Linked DNA regions of Callithrix jacchus: region 2 is linked to region 1. Evidence: chromatin contacts called from public Hi-C data. All regions are on one chromosome and are shown on one strand. The core of a region is the stretch at or near the end of the contact, and the rest is flanking DNA. Distances in the headings are between cores, read along the strand shown.

What was found. Hi-C and Micro-C count contacts between places; a contact is called where the count stands out from the background.
Region 2: a contact with region 1 is called in a Hi-C map of induced pluripotent stem cells, with 3 times the contacts expected there. The contact joins two enhancer-like sites. A contact is called at or near these places in 2 of 3 Hi-C or Micro-C datasets (induced pluripotent stem cells and skeletal muscle).

The regions. Positions count from the first base shown.
Region 1 is chr20:38,948,124-38,951,667 of calJac240_pri, forward strand. No RefSeq gene overlaps it. Among named protein-coding and RNA genes, the nearest start is that of CMIP, 52 kb to the right of the region's middle. Within about 2 kb of position 1,523, at least 5 of the 16 cell types and tissues checked have an H3K27ac peak or open chromatin away from gene starts, as enhancers often do.
Region 2 is chr20:39,249,106-39,252,649 of calJac240_pri, forward strand. CMIP (c-Maf inducing protein) reads left to right here. Exons shown (of 21, transcript XM_035281878.3): 20 at 981-1,051. Among named protein-coding and RNA genes, the nearest start is that of PLCG2, 70 kb to the right of the region's middle. Within about 2 kb of position 1,901, at least 5 of the 16 cell types and tissues checked have an H3K27ac peak or open chromatin away from gene starts, as enhancers often do.

The DNA of each region.
Region 1 (3,544 bases), core at 273-2,772:
AATACCCAAAGTGGTGTTTCTTGTAGGTGGTCCGGGGGTGGGCAAAACAAAACTCCGGCTGGAGAAGTGGGGGTTAACAGCACCAGGAGGAGCCCACCCGCGTATGCACCAACCAGTGTTCCCCAGGGATCCCCCATCTCGCTCCAGCATCAGGGAATTGGAAGGAACCTGGTTACACAAGTCTCCTGCAGCCTTCACACTCATGTTTCTGAATTAAATTCAATAGGAGGCAACCTTCAGTTAAAAGCTCAGGTCCTGGAGCTAAATTTGGGTTCAAATCCGTTCTCTAGCACTAACTCATTTGTTAGCTGGGTCCTTCCTCTCTCTGCCTCAGTTTTCCTGGGGGCAGTGGCAAGGCCTCAGGGTTGTGCCAGACTAAGTGAGTTAATGCGTGGTAGTGCAGAGAACAGTAGCTGGTGCAAGTCGAGACCTCCTCGTGCTGGCTGTGAAGCCTTCATCTGTGAGCCCCATCAGTGCTCATAGCTACACACGCACGACCCACTTCTGCACAGTTGCCACTGCCAGCCCAGCCTGCATCTTCCCCGGCTGCATCCCAGAGCATGGAGCCAAGGGTGGGAGGACTCCTCACCCATGCACAGATGTATACTCCTGAACAATTTATGGGGAAAGGCAGTGCACACTCTCTTGGGCTAGAGGTGGCATGCTCAGAGATTTCCCTGCCTGGGACTCCTGCCATAAGGGTGGATGTGTTTCTATCAAGCAGGATACACTTATCAGCTGTGACCAGGAAAGGAGAAACTCACAATTCCAGCACGGCCAGAGAGCAGCCGCCACAGCCACCCCGTGCATGCCCAGCACAGCTGTGGGGCAGGGTGGAGGAGGAAGAGGGAGGTGCAGCTTGCCTTGGCTGCCCTCCCCTCCCGTCCTCTGCACTGCCCAGAAATTGTCCAGGGCCAGCATTCATCAGACACCTCCCCTACCAGGCCCTGTGGAGGGGTTGCTAAACTTAGTCATTGCACTCAGAATATTCCTGAGAGGTCTTTACAGCCCTTGCTCCACAGATAAGAAAGTCAGAAGCAATTAAACTTGTTCCATGGCCGGGTACAGTGGCTCATGCCTGTAATCCCAGCACTTTGGGAGGCTGAAGTAGGTGGAACACTTGAGGTCAGGAGTTCGAGCCCAGCCTGGCCAACATGATGAAACCCTATCTCTACTAAAATGTAAAAATTAGCCAGGCATGGTGGTGCATGCCTGTAATCCAGCTACTGTGGAAGCTGAGGCAAGAGAATCGCTTGAATCCAGGAAGTCCATGGGATCCACTTGAATCCAGGAGGTCGTGTTAAGCTGAGATTGTGCCACTGCGCTCCAGCCTGGATAACAGTGAGACTCGAACTTGCTCCAAGTCACACGGCTTGTCCGAGGCAGAGCCAGGATTTGGACCCATGTCTGTGATACCCAGCCGGTATTCTCTCTCTGACTGTCCTTTCTCCTTTATGCCATCTCTGTGTTGTTAGACACAATACAATAAGACCAGCACCAAATAAAGCTTCCTCTGCTCCAACAGGCCCCAGAGACACAGCCAGAAGAGCCCGGCCACGCTCAGGGTTCTCCCTTTCAGAGTTCTCACCTCTGCAGGGAAAAACTTTGAGACTTCTGATCTTTGCCACCCCCCGAATACATCCACATTCTACTCCTAGAACCAGTGAATACGTCACCTGACATGGCCGAAAGGGCTTTGCAAGTGTGATTAAGGACTCTGAGACAGGGCGATCGTTCTCCATTTCCAAGGTGGGCCTGCGTTAGTCCATTTTGTATTGCGAGAAAGGGATACCTGTAACTGGGTAATGTGCATGGAAAAGAGGTTTTTTGGCTCACAGTTCTGCAGGCCAAACAATCATGGCACCAGCATCAGCTGTTTCCAGGGAGAGCCTCAGGGCGCTGGTAGTCATGGTGAAAGGTGAAGGGGGCAGGTGTGTCACATGGCTTCACATGGCAAGAGAGGGAGCAAGGAGAGGGGAGGCGGGAGGTGCCGAGCTATTTTTTTTTTTTTTTTTTTTTTTTTGAAACAGAATCTTGGTCTTGTTGCCCAAGCTGGAGTGCAGTGGTGTGATCTCGGCTCACTGCAACCTCTGCCTCCGGGGTTCAAGCAATTCTCTTGCCTTAGCATCCTGAGTAGCTGGGATTATAGGCACCCACCACCACACCCAGCTAATTGTTATATTTTTACTAGAGACAGGGTTTCACTATGTTGGCCAGGCTGATCTCAAACTCCCGGCCTGAAGTGATCCATCTGCCTTGACCTCCCAAAGTGCTGGGATTACAGGAGTGAGCCACCATACCCAGTCATGTGCCAGGCTCTTCAAATAATCAACTCCTGGCAAGGTGCAGTGGCTCACACCTGTAATCCCAGCACTCTAGGGGGCCGAGGCAGGCAGATCACCTGAGGTCGGGAGCTTGAGACCAGCCTGACCGACATGGAGGAACCCCGTCTCTACTAAAAATACAAAATTAGCTGGGCATGGTGGTGCATGCCTGTAATCCCAGCTACTCAGGAGGTTGAGGCAGGAGAATCACTTGAACCCAGGAGGCGGAGTTTGCAGTGAGCCGAGATCATGCCACTGCACTCCAGCCTGGGCAACAAAAGCAAAAAAAGCAAAACTCTGTCTCAAAACAAAAACAAAAACAAACAAAAAAACCTCTCATGTGAACTCACTACCATGGGGAGGGCACTCACTCATGAGAGGTCTCCCACCATGACCCGAACACCTCCCACCGGCCCCACCTCCAACACTGGGGATCCCATTTCAATATGAGATTTGGAGGGAACAGACATCCAAATGCTCTCTGGGCCCCGCCGCAATCACAAAGGTCCTTATCAGGGAGGCAGGAGGGTCAGAGAGAGGAGACGTGACAACCAGCACAGAGGCTGGAGCAGGGCACAGGGGTGAAGGCCGAGCACCAGGAGGGGTCTCCCGAGAGCCTCCGGAAGGAACCAGCCTGCTGAAACCTTGATTCTAGCCCAGCGAGAGCAGCGTTGGACACCAGGCCTCCCGATGGCGAGATAACTCATCCGTGTTGCTTTAAGCCACTGCACGTGTGGGAGTTTGTTACAGCAGCCATAGGAAACTGATGCAGCCCTGCCCCCTAAGTTAGAATCTGGTGAGTCCAGCGAGGAGGAACTCAGGAATAGGATCCTTCTCAGGATGCTTGGAAATGACCCATCTGCTTCTAGAGTTGGCTGGATGTGGCTACGGCTTTCCTTGGTAAGAGCTGGCTGGTCCTGTTCTCCCTAGATCTGAGCCATGCATAGTTCTGCTCCACAGACGCTGCAGCCAGAGTCCCTGGCCCCCCTGGAGCTGCTGGAGGCCTCTCCTTCCCAGGCTTTCTTCTTAGACAGTGGGGAGGGTGAGAAATTCCGACAGCACCCTCCTGCCTTCGCCAGCAATTCCTGCTGGTCCTGTTCACCTTCTGTAAACTGCCCCCCACCCAATCCTGGCCCCTCCCTCTGCAGTCTGTTCCTCAGTCACCAGTGTCTTTGGGAAGTCCCTCATGTCTTCCCCCAGCTCCAGGCCCTGGGCTTTTT
Region 2 (3,544 bases), core at 651-3,150, 300 kb after region 1:
GGGAGACTCCTGTGCCTGTTGAAGTTTGAGAAGCTCTGCCATAATAGAAGGAGCCACAGAATTCTCAAGGAACCTAAAAAGGCCAGTTCCTGTGCTCCACCGCCAATTGACTGAACTAGCCTCGGGAAAGTTGAGCCTGGGATTCCATATTTGGGCAGTTTTCCCTTTTTCCGGCCCATTGCTTTAGACGAGAAGATCCGTGACTCAGTGGGAGAGTCAGAGAAGGCTTCCTGGGGAGGTGCTGTTGGGTCTGGGTGTGAAGACGGATTCATGGGAGTTGGCCAAGTGGGAGGTACCCTGGGCAAGGGTCAAGACTCCCGCCGGGTTGTTGGCAAATTCTGGGTGGCTTGGGAGGAGGTGGGGGCAGGTGAGTGGGTCATTGGAGGCAGAGGATAACATCTGGAGCCAGATCTGCAAATGCAAATATGCTCCTTCCACCGGAGTCCCATGGGGTAAGGGTCGCAGTCCTCATGAACGTTGCGGGTTCCTGGTCCCTGCCACGGCCCTGCTCAGCTTCTCTGGGCATGGGTGGAGGGATCCGGTCCCCGTGTGACTCCAGCACAAACCACAGGCTTGCTTTCAAGAAGCAGCACTTGAGTCAACGAGATGGGTGCAGGGAGCATCCAGGGTTCCCTTAGGGAAGGGCTCGGGCCAGGTGTAGGGTGTGGCACGTATGCTCTGGGGACATCAGGTCCAGGCAGTGGAGGGACATGACAGAGGGACCAGAAGGGAGGGAGACTCAGAGTGTGGGAAGAGAATGAAGGCTCTGTTGAGACCAGCATGTACGTGCCTAAATAGACTTTCCGTGTCTAGTGCGCCACCTGCATTGGCTGTGGCTGTGAAACCTGCCTCCCCAGCCCTGTCTCCTAAACAGAAGGCCTGGCATCTTCATTCAGTCCCTCCAGCTTGGCCATCCCATACCTGCAGCTCTCCCTTTGGGGCCTCGCTATCCTAATGACTGTATCTGTCTCTCTGTGTAGCCATGAAGAGTCTCTGCAGTTTAAACATGAACAGCACCAAGCTCTCAGCTGACACCTATGAAGATCTGAAGGTAATTTCCTCCTTCCTCCCCTCCTTCCTCCAGCCAGCATCTGGATGCTGGTGCATCGCCTGCACGGAGCTCATTCTCCAGTGAAAGACAATGACACCTGCAGATCAATACGTAAAATAACGGCAGGTCAAAAGGAGTGATGAAGAGGCAGCAGCGGGGGAGTAAGTGGAAATAGGAGAGGCTGTGTGGCCTGGGGTGATCAGGGATGGTCCCTTTGATGAAGAGGCCACAGGAGCTGGGACCTCAAAGGTAAGAAGTCAGAAATCCAAAGAGCAAGAGGAGCAGGTGCCAAGGTCCTGAGACAGAAGACATTGGCAAGGCCTGGCTTTGGAGCAGATGTAGCCGGGCAGTGAGAGGGAATGGGCCGGGGCTGGGTGGAAAAAGCTCTCATAGGTCTCAGCAGAGCAGCAAGTCATGCTTTGAAAAGCATGCTGTGGCTGTTGGGAGATAAATATTTTGAGAGGGAGCTGGATTCGAAGCAGGGAAGGCTGAGTGGGGCTGGTGCCTCACACTGCATTGTAAGAAAAGCACGTGCACACCTTGGGAAGGTTGGGGGAGCCAGGCCTTCACCTACCTCCTGTCACCCCATCCTCCTGGGCCTGTACCAGCCACCCCAGAAGGAGCAGGTGAGACCGGCAGAGGCCCAGTATCCTGGGAGAGAAGGGATGGGCTTGAAGGTGAAAAGCACAGATGGTGCCCATGAGCCACGCTGGCACCTTCGTGCCCTGGAAGCCACTTGGAGGGAATCCCCCAGCAGCCCTTGGCCGGGGCCTACCTCCTACAGCCAGGCCTCCTGCCGCCAGGGCGTGCTCCCTCACACATCCTCCAGACGCTTCTGGAGCCTCTGCTGTGTACCAGACCCGTGTCAGGGACAGGGATGCCGAGGTGTGCCTGCCACATTCCCTGCTGGGAGGCACAGGCAAGCTCAGCCAACCAAGGCGGGCACAGGGCCCAGTGGGGCCAGCAAGGAGGGACGGTCAGCAGAGCAACAGATGGCGGGAGCAGAGCCAGCTGAGCACCCACCCCAGAGTTTAGACCTCAGAGTGGCATCTGCAGACCAGCGCTCGGCCCCACTCGGGCCAACAGAAATCCAGGATCTGGGCCACCCCAGGCCTGTGAATCTGAGTGCGTGTTAACCCCACCCTGGGCAATTCCTGTGCACTCTCGAGTTTGAGAAACGCTGCTCTGGAGTGTCTTGAGTTTCGAGTGCTGAAAATCAGACGCTACTGAGACCAGATGGAAAGCAGACACCACGGGGAGTGCAGGAAGGGCCACGTGGGAAGAAAAATCACTTTCAGTCTATTTTTTTTATTTTCACACATTTGAGAGAGACATGGTGCCAACTTGATGCTGCCAGCCTGTGGCCGGCCTCCCTGAGGAGGGGATTCTGGAGCAAACAGAGACTGCCTGTCGTTTGGAGGAGGGGCCTCCGCTCAGTGCAGGGCTGGCCCCACCACATTGTTCACTGCCCGGTCTGGCCAGATCTTCCCATTTTTCAAGGAAACCTTGAATTCTAGACTCTTTGCGAAGTCTCCTGATTCTGAAAGGCTGGCTTAACGTGCTTTAAGCACTGCAGGTGGCTGCAGGCCCCTGCCTGTAGTCTCTGCCCGGGCAGTGGGGAGCCATTGAGGGCTGTTGAGCACAGGAGAGCAGCAGTGAGGAATTGGAATTGCATGTGCGTATGTGTACACATTTGCATGTTCATGCATATATGCATACATGCATCTAAAAAACGTGCTGGCCAGTGTACAGGAAAGTTGGGAGGGAGGAGGTAAAGGCATGAGGTCAGTTAGGAGGCAGCTACCTCTCTGTATAGTAGATGCTCATTAAGAAAAAAAAGCCAGGCGGGGCACAGTGGCTCACACCTGTAATCCCAGCACTTTGGGAGGCCAAGGCGGGTGAATCACGAGGTCAAGAGATCAAGACCATCCTGGCCAACATGGTAAAACCCTGTCTCTACTAAAAGTACAAAAATTAGCTGGGTGTGGTGGCGCATGCCTGTAGTTCCAGCTCCTTGGGAGGCTGAGGCAGGAGAATCACTTGAACCCAGGAGGTAGTGGTTGCAGTGAGCCGAGATTGTCCCACTGTGCTCCAGCCTGGCAACAGAGCGAGACTCCGTCTCAAAGAAAGAAAGGAAAAAATCCATCTGCTTATAAACGAAGAGTGGAAGAGGGTCTGGGTAGCAGAAAACAATGGAGAGACGAATCGTACAGTGTAGCAATGCATCCAGTGTAGGGAGAGCCCAAGTGGGAAGACTCTAAGTCAAGTCCCCACTACCTGAGACTTACTGCAGTCCGCTCCGTTCACCCTGACCATTTTCTGATAATGATGAGAATGTCACTGACAGGAAAGGAGAGAACAGTTTCCTTCCTTAGGGCACGTAATGGTGCCCTGGACTTTCTGCATTTGGTATTTAATCCCTAGCACTGTCCTTTGAGGCAGGGACTAGAATCAGATTGGCCCACGGGGGAAGAAACTGAGGCTCTGAGAGGC